Regions from separate parts of the Pan troglodytes genome. Here region 1 is linked to region 2. A link is a contact called in public HiChIP or PLAC-seq data. All regions are on one chromosome and are shown on one strand. The core of a region is the stretch at or near the end of the contact, and the rest is flanking DNA. Distances in the headings are between cores, read along the strand shown. Region 1 holds the start of FOXD1 (forkhead box D1). Region 2 holds the start of BTF3 (basic transcription factor 3).

What was found. HiChIP or PLAC-seq counts read pairs in DNA pulled down with a chosen protein or histone mark.
Region 1: an H3K4me3 HiChIP or PLAC-seq map of stem cell-derived excitatory neurons shows a contact between it and region 2, with 3 times the contacts expected there. The contact joins the promoter of FOXD1 here to the promoter of BTF3 in region 2. A contact is called at or near these places in 1 of 7 Hi-C or Micro-C datasets (induced pluripotent stem cells) and 1 of 1 datasets of contacts at active chromatin or transcription factors (stem cell-derived excitatory neurons).

The regions. Positions count from the first base shown.
Region 1 is chr4:42,604,145-42,608,215 of NHGRI_mPanTro3-v2.0_pri, reverse strand. FOXD1 (forkhead box D1) reads right to left here and starts at 1,983. Exons shown (of 2, transcript XM_016953158.4): 1 at 106-1,983. The coding sequence starts at 1,546. The coding sequence ends at 137.
Region 2 is chr4:42,554,075-42,558,146 of NHGRI_mPanTro3-v2.0_pri, reverse strand. It overlaps BTF3 (basic transcription factor 3), which reads left to right and starts at 1,285. Exons shown (of 6, transcript XM_001152428.8): 1 at 1,285-1,472; 2 at 2,048-2,116. The coding sequence starts at 2,048.

The sequences.
Region 1 (4,071 bases), core at 734-3,233, 49 kb before region 2:
ATTCGCAGCGGCGAAAATGGGCGCGCGAGGTCGAGAGGGGCCGCGCCTGGAGGAGCGAACAAAACACCGAACCACCAAGACGAGAAAAGGAGCCGGGATTCCTACCTTCTTCCTCGAGCGCGCTAACATAGCGTTATTAACAATTGGAAATCCTAGCAGTGAAGTTCTCGACACTGGACAGGGCAGTCCCTTGGTGCAGAGTCCCCAAGGCGGCGGACGAGGAGACTGAGGAGGCGGCGGCGGCCGCGGCGGCCACGAGGGATCGGGTGAGCGCCGCCGCCGGGCCCACGGCCGCCTGCGCCGCGCAGCCTCCTCCGCTGGATCCGGGAGCTGGCGGCGCCGCCACCGGCGAGGGCGAGGGCGAGGCCTGAGCGGCGGCGGCGGCCTGCGCGGCGGCGGCGGCAGCGGCGGCCGGGCCCAAGCTGCCCCCGATGATGCTCTCGATGGAGAAGGGCGAGCGCGCCAGCGCTGAGGCGCCCGGGCCGCCCGCCTTGGCCGCGGAGGCCGGCAGGGGGCCGGGCAGGGCGGCGCCGAGCGGGTGTGGCCGGTAGCCGAAGGCGGTCCGGGCCAGCTCGGCGGCCGCGCCGTGCGGTGGCGGGGGCGGCGGGGGCGAGTGCGGGTGGAAGGCGGCGGCGGCGGCGGCGGCCGCTGCGGCGGCGAAGAGGGCCGAGGGAGGCGCGTAAGGCGGCAGCTGCAGGCCGTAGCCGCAGCCGTAGGGGCCGTAGCCGTAGGCATGCGGGGGCGGCGGGGGCGCGGGCGGGAAGAGCGCGGCGGCGGCTGCCGGGTCGCCCGCGCCCCCTGCGGCTCCCGCGCCGCGCAGCAGCAGAGACTCGGCGGCCGCGGCGTTGGGTGGGAGCAGCGGCTGCCGCTTGAAGCGCTTCCTCCGGCGCAGGAAGCTGCCGTTGTCGAACATGTCGGCGGACTCCGGGTCCAGCGTCCAGTAGTTGCCCTTGCCCGGGTTGCCGGGCTCGCGGGGGATCTTGACGAAGCAGTCGTTGAGCGAGAGGTTGTGGCGGATGCTGTTCTGCCAGGCGGGGAACTTCTCCCGGTAGTAGGGGAAGCGGCCGCTGATGAACTCACAGATCTCGCTCAGCGTCAGCCGCTTCTTGGGGCTCTGCAGGATGGCCATAGTGATGAGCGCGATATACGAGTAGGGCGGCTTCACCAGCGGGTTCTTGGCGCCGCTACCCGCGCTCCCGCCGCCGCCGCTGCCGCCGCCGCCCGCGCCGCCGCCGCCGCCGCCCCCACCGGCTCCTGCCCCCGCCGCCGGGGCCGGGCCCGGGGGCGCCGGGGAGCCCCCAGCAGGCGGGGCCAGCAGGATGTCATCGTCGTCCTCCTCCTCCTCTAGATCCTCCAGCTCGTCCTCCCCGGCGTACGAGCGCCGCCGCCGCCGCTGCGCGGAGACAGCCAGCCGGGGCCCGCCACCGCCGCCCTCGTCGTCGTCCTCCTCTTCCTCGTCTTCTTCGTCCTCGCCCTCCCCCACCACGTCGATGTCTGTTTCCTCGGCGAGGCCAGAGGCATCGGACATCTCAGTGCTCAGGGTCATAGCTGTGGCGCGGCGGCGGCGGGGCGGCGCATGGGGGCGCCGGGCTTCGGGCTCCCTCTGCGCCCCAGCCCGGGTCCCGGGCGGCAGGCCCGGCCGGGGGGCGCCACGCTGGGGGCGCTGCGACTGCGGCTGCCGGAGCTGCGCCGGGGCTGCCGGGTGGCGGCGGAGTCTCGCGCGCCGACTTTGTAACTCCTGCGCCGCCGCGGTAGCCGCGCGGATGCTGCGCTCCCTGGGCTCCGCTCGCGCCCGGCCCGGGCGGAGGACTTGACCTTCTTCTCTCGGAGCAGCTTTTGCCCCGTCGGTTGAGGAGGGGGTGGCGGGGCCCGGGCGGGCGAATCAGAACGCCAGGCGCCCAGGAACGTGCGGGACGGGTGAGAGTCTAAGAACAGAGCTCGGCGAGGCCAGGGCTGAGTCCAGGAGAGGGCGGACCTTCCTCGGCTTATAGCAGAAGGGGGCCTGTCACATGGTGTGCACGTCAGAGCGCTGCCGAGGGAAGGAAAGCAAGCCTAGGAAATCAGCCCTTCTCGGGAGAGAAAATTCACCCGTAGGAGGGAGGCAGCAGCTGAGAAGAGTGGGGAGGAGAGGGGACCTCACTATTTCTTGCCAAAGAGGCTGATGCCCGAATTACGCGGCTGTCTGCACCGAGGGCCGCTGCACGAGTTAGACTTCCCAGCCTCCTCAATTAGTCCTCCACCCTAACCTCAGAAGCACACCCGCGACACTCTGGTTTGACCCCTCGACAGCCTGTAGGAGCCTTCCAGCCGGGGGATAACCACCCCATCCTCTGAGGTGGCCCCTGGGGGACGCTCTGGGGTCGGTTGGGGGTGTCCAGCCCCTCCAGATCGGGCGAGCGGCCCCCCATTGGATCTGATGCGAAGCCCCCCAATTTAAGCACGGCAATAATTGTTTATTGACCCTTTAACCCATTCTCTTCGGTTTTACTCCAAAGACGTTTGTTTTCCGCCATCTGTTAATAAAAACGCTGTGAGACTGGCGTTTTACTCACTTCTCTGCGATTGAATGCCCTAGAGACTTGACAGTTAAACTAAGCCACTCTAATGAGACGATCTGACAAATGTCATGGGAATAAAGAACGTAATAATTGAATTCGGAGAAGAAATTGAAAATTTTAGTGAAAACCCAAATACACGCACAAAAATTGCACCTAGAAACTACTAGAAAGTTCGACCAGCCTGGCCAACATGGTGAAACCCCGTCACTACTAAAAATAGAAAAAAATTAGTAGGCGGCGCCTGTAATCCCAGCTACTCGGGAGGCCGAGGCAGGAGAATCGCTTGGACCCGGGATGCGGAGGTTGCAGTGAGCCGAGATCGTGCCACTGCACTCCAGCCTGGGCAACAAGAGCGAAACTCCGCCTCAAAAAAAAAAAAAAAACAGAAGTTCGTTCATAATGGGGCTATATAGTTCTCAGTAGGAGGAACATTCTAGTCAGCACTTTTCATAGTAATCTCAAAATACTTACATAACATATACATATTTCTACTGAGGCTTATTAATAGAAACTATAATGATAGATGACTTTAAGATAAACTTTTTAAAAATGTGTTTTTGGAAAATCCTTAAATATTGTTAATCCTTTCTGGTGAGATGAAAATTTTTTTATGAGATTAAAGTTCCGCTCAATTCAGTTTTCTTTTCGGGTGACAAGATAGTGGAAATAATTAAGATATGATGCTTTAAAAAATATACCTATCTTTATCACCAACTCAAACGAGCTATTTTGGCTAGTGGAAAAATCCTAATAGTTTGTTGAATTCACATTCACTTATTTGTGCATTTCCTAAAATGCTTCTATTTCAAAGAGGGGAGCTTGTCCCAAAAGTTTAACTTTCTGATTAAAATGACCCCTTGACAAGAACTAAGAATCAAAATTCAATGGCGTTCTGTAGGAACAGCCATCAGCTGCCCTTGTGTATATCATTTTATCGACCAAGTACTTTTCACATTCTGAAACGTGTCATTACTACCGCTGTCAATCACAGAGCCTCAAAAATAAACTGTTTCCCCATCTAAAGACCTCTATTAAAATCGAGTTTTTGTTGCTGAGGACTGCTACCACCAGTTACTCTTACAAGTGACCCATAAAGGTTATCATAGGTCTTTGAACAATCTATGAGAAAGCCTCGATGTTCTAAATAAATTATTTTTCATTAACTCTTGTTTGATATATGGGTGAACAATTTAATTACTGTAATAGGCTGAGCATTAACCTGAGCCAACATTAATCAGCACTATTAATCAGGCATCACATTGCTTTGTTGATGCAGCCAGGAGTCCTTACCAAGGAGTTCACTTTTACATTGGAAAGTTTAAGTTTTATAAGTACTCAGTCGATATCTAAATAAACACCATGACTTTCGCAGCACTGAGGGTTGGTGTGTGGCGAAGTTATTCAAAGATGAAACAGAGAGGAAGAATTTGTTCGCAGACCATTAATTACTTTAGATGACCGGTTACAGCCATCATTCCGTTCATGGCGCGGGAGATAGACTGCGTTCGTTTGT
Region 2 (4,072 bases), core at 36-2,535:
AATATAACATGGAGGAGAGGAAAAAAACTGTTCCTGGACAAAGATACACATTTCTTCCAAAAGGGGGAGTCTTTCTATATATTTTGTTAATATCTCCAGAGCACAGCATAATGTTGGTAGTGCCATTTTGGCCTTTGTCATTAGTAAGGTAACCCACATAAGCCTAACTACAAACACCCTTTCCTGTACTAAAACTTCACTCATATTTAACTGAAGCAACATTGTTTTTTGTAAATATAACTGTAACAATTATTCTAAAAGGCAATACAGCTGTCCTCACCAGTTACGTTGAGACATCAGTTTCAACAAACTTCTATGTAAAAAGTATTCAAAAAGTTTAAACATTGATCATAACTGGAGAGGAGTCTGCATTTACACAAGTTTTCTTGCTATATACCTTGCATTCTAAGATTTCGGACTCACTTTTGAATATGCAAAGACATTTCATGGTTAAGACCACAAAAAGCCTGATCAGAGAACATTTTTATTTAAATTGCCATTTTAAATATCAGTCGTTTTATCTTAAAGCTTGTCCTGGGTTTAACAAAGTTTAACTCACATCCACGCGTTGTCTCTCCAAACACAGCTGGCAGAAATTCTCCTTTGATTGGATTAAGATAGATAAAGTCTGCTTAACCGTGAATCGCTAATTGTCAAATCCATGCCAATTCGGTACCTAGGAGTCAATTTTTTTGCCTGATAAACAAGATAATTGTGTGGACCGTTTTAAGGTGGTTAGTCATCTGCTAAATTGGCTGAAATGCGGATTACCCAGTTCCTTCGTCGTACAGAGTTGCATTCTGAGGAGTGGGGCTCGGGGATACAGCCCCCAGAAATTCTGAACCTCGGTCCCGCAATCTACCACACCACCTGACCTTGGAAGGCCAAACTAACTTCACTATTTTTGACAAAATGCTTTGGTAATGGCTCATTCGGGCCGAGAGGGAAATTCTACAATTCTCCAACCCACACCTCCAGCAAGGGGAGAGCTGCTTGAGTGGTGAGCACAAGCTGGGCACCTCCGGCGTCTCCAGGAAACGTGAATAGGCCCTTTCTTCGGAGGGTACAGAACTTCAGGATCAGGGCCCAATGGAGACTGAGCGGACTTGACCCTAACTGTGCACAGGACCGCGCTCTCCGACCCCTTTGTGGCCTCTCCCAGAGGTACGGGCTGCGCCCCAAGCCGGTAGTCTCTCGTAGGGCCTACAGACGGCAGCCGCTGGAGCAGGAGGAGGAGAATAGGGACTCGCTGGACCATCACAAACACTGTCGCGCGTGCGCAGGGAGGAACCGAGTTCGCGGCGAAGTCAGTTTCCTGACTCTTGGAGGAAGTGGCCTTGTGTCACTTCCGGCCTCCCTTTAGCTGCCATCTTGCGTCCCCGCGTGTGTGCGCCTAATCTCAGGTGGTCCACCCGAGACCCCTTGAGCACCAACCCTAGTCCCCCGCGCGGCCCCTTATTCGCTCCGACAAGGTACAAAAAGGCTCTGGACGGCGGCGTGGTAGGAGGACGGGAGCGGGGGCGGGAAGTTCCCTGAAGGAGCGAGACAGGGAGGGACAGGGCAGAGGAGGAGAGGAAGGCGATGCGACGGACAGGCGCACCCGCTCAGGCTGACTCTCGGGGGCGAGGTCGAGCCAGGGGCGGCTGCCCTGGGGGCGAGGCGACGCTGTCTCAACCTCCACCTCGCGGCGGAACCCGAGGACAGGAGCCTCAGGTACCGCGAGGCTTGCGCAGAGTGGCCGGGCCGGGCAGGCCCTGGCTAGGCCGAGGCCAGGCCAGGGCCAGGGGTGGGGGGTGTTGGCCAGGCGTGGGGTAGAGCCCTTCATCCGGGCCTGCCAAGAGCGGGGAGCTGTGGGGGAGTGGTGGGGAGGCGGGTGCTCTTTGGGCTCCCTGGAAACCCAAATTTGGAGCTTTGCGGGGTGGATTTGGGATCCAGGTTTCGGCCTGTGTAGGACGTTTATTTTCCTGCTGGTATCTTGGGAAATAACGAGCATGGAATGCTAGAGTGAGCTAAACCTGTCCTTGCTGAGGATTTCCTCTTTTTCTAGATGAAAGAAACAATCATGAACCAGGAAAAACTCGCCAAACTGCAGGCACAAGTGCGCATTGGTGGGAAAGTAAGTTTTAATAGTTCGGGTTTGTGGGTTTTTTTTTTTTTTTAAGGTTTAGGTATTTTAAAAAACATATTCCTTTTGCGCTTCTTATATTATCGGTGACAAACTTTGCCTATCGAGGGAAATGCACGGAGCTAGCAAATCTCGAGGAGCGGGGGAGACGAGGGTTGGAGACACATCAGTGAGACGAGCTAAAAACATCGCCTTTGTGTAAACATGTTTGTGTTTTCAGTGTTACAGAGTATAAGTAGAACAAAAGTGTTTCCTAATTTAATTAGTAAGGAAAATGTGTCATTTCAGTTAGATCGTTGTGCACATCATACCCTTGACTTGTTTTGGCCTGAGTTGTATAAAGTCAGTGCTTGTTTGTCTCTCTTGTAAATTGAGACCTTTCTGTACCGCTTTCTGAACTAAATATTCTTTAGGGTAGTTGCATATTTCAAGGGTATTTGAAGATACGGGTACATTTTGGAGTTTAAGAGCAGTGACTATTAGATTTGAAAATATAACCCAAGTAGATATCTTTCCTGTTCTGACTTTGTATTACTGTAAAAATGAGGGAATTAAAGTGACTGCTTTTTAAATGATCAGTTTTTGATTAATTGTTTTTTTCCTGGTGGATACTGATTCACATCAAGGGGATTCTTTTTTGAAGCTGATTTTTAGATTGTCCTGTAATTAATAAGAAGTCCACTGTAGACAGAGGTCTACCTAGTTTGTATTGTTAGCACATTCTTAGTATTTAACAAGGTGTGGTAGCTTGTTGAAACAGAGCATGTCTTTACTTGGTAAAACTTGTAAAGCTTCCATGGTACATGTTTATTACCTTTTAGTTTTTCCCAACTTTAAGCGTTTAACTTAGAGTTAGCTGTGAGATAGCCAGAAGTTGCACTTAGACTTAAATAGTAATATACAGCTTTGTTAAATTACTGAACTTTGCCAGCGGTGAATTTATTCTGATTTTTTTTTTACTTTTTATTTTTGTTAACGTTAGCCGTCTTCAGGATCCACACCCACACATTTAACAGCATTGGATGTTTCTTGTCCTCTTTAATCAATTGTTATCAGACTGTGGCCTTCAAGTGCCAGCCAAACTCAAATTTTTTGTGTCTCAGTGTTTGGATGCTCTTATATTGGTGTTTTTAACCACTCTTACTTTCAGTACAGTTTCAGAAGGAGTAATTTGAATAATGTGCTTATGTGCAGTCTTTTTGTTGTTACTCTCATCATTAAGCTTTAACTTTGGGAGACATCATTTTAGGGTAAAGGAAATCTTGAGATTTGCTAGGATATTTAAAGCTGATAACAAGATTAAATTTTGTGTCCTAACATCTTAATACTCGTTTAGCTAATAATACAAGAAGTATTTCTGTAGGCACAGAATATGGAAACATTTCTACACTGTTTAAGAAACGTACTTATTATGGGATGTGAAATTAGGTGAGTTAATTTTGCTTTAGAGAAAACTGCAGGTGTTAGGTGCTCTTAGGTAAATGTTACAAAAGCCCTTTATTTTCATATCTAATCACAGCATTAGTAATTATTTAAGTGAAAATTGAACTCTACATATGTGAAGTGTATGAAACCTCTAGAAGGTATGCTGGGTTTGTCTTTACAATCTTAGAAATTCCTTTGAGTTTCTTAGAGAAGATTCTTTGGAAACCAGATACATACATGACCATTTCAAAGTGATTTTTGTTCTTAATAGTTTGGAGAGGTTAGTAACCAGTACTTTTTTTTTTTTTTTTTTTTTTGTAGCCATAGATATTTTCTTCAGTTAAATAACAAGATTTATTTAAGCCTTTACTATGTTGGATCCTGAGAATATAAAATTTTAAGAAGTTTAAAGTCCCTAGGTGGGCTTTAAGCCTAGCAGTGGCGATAATTGTCTTTTCTTAAAAAAATCTTCTTTCACAGTGTAATATACATAGTACAATAGTAGAAGCATTTTCAAAATCT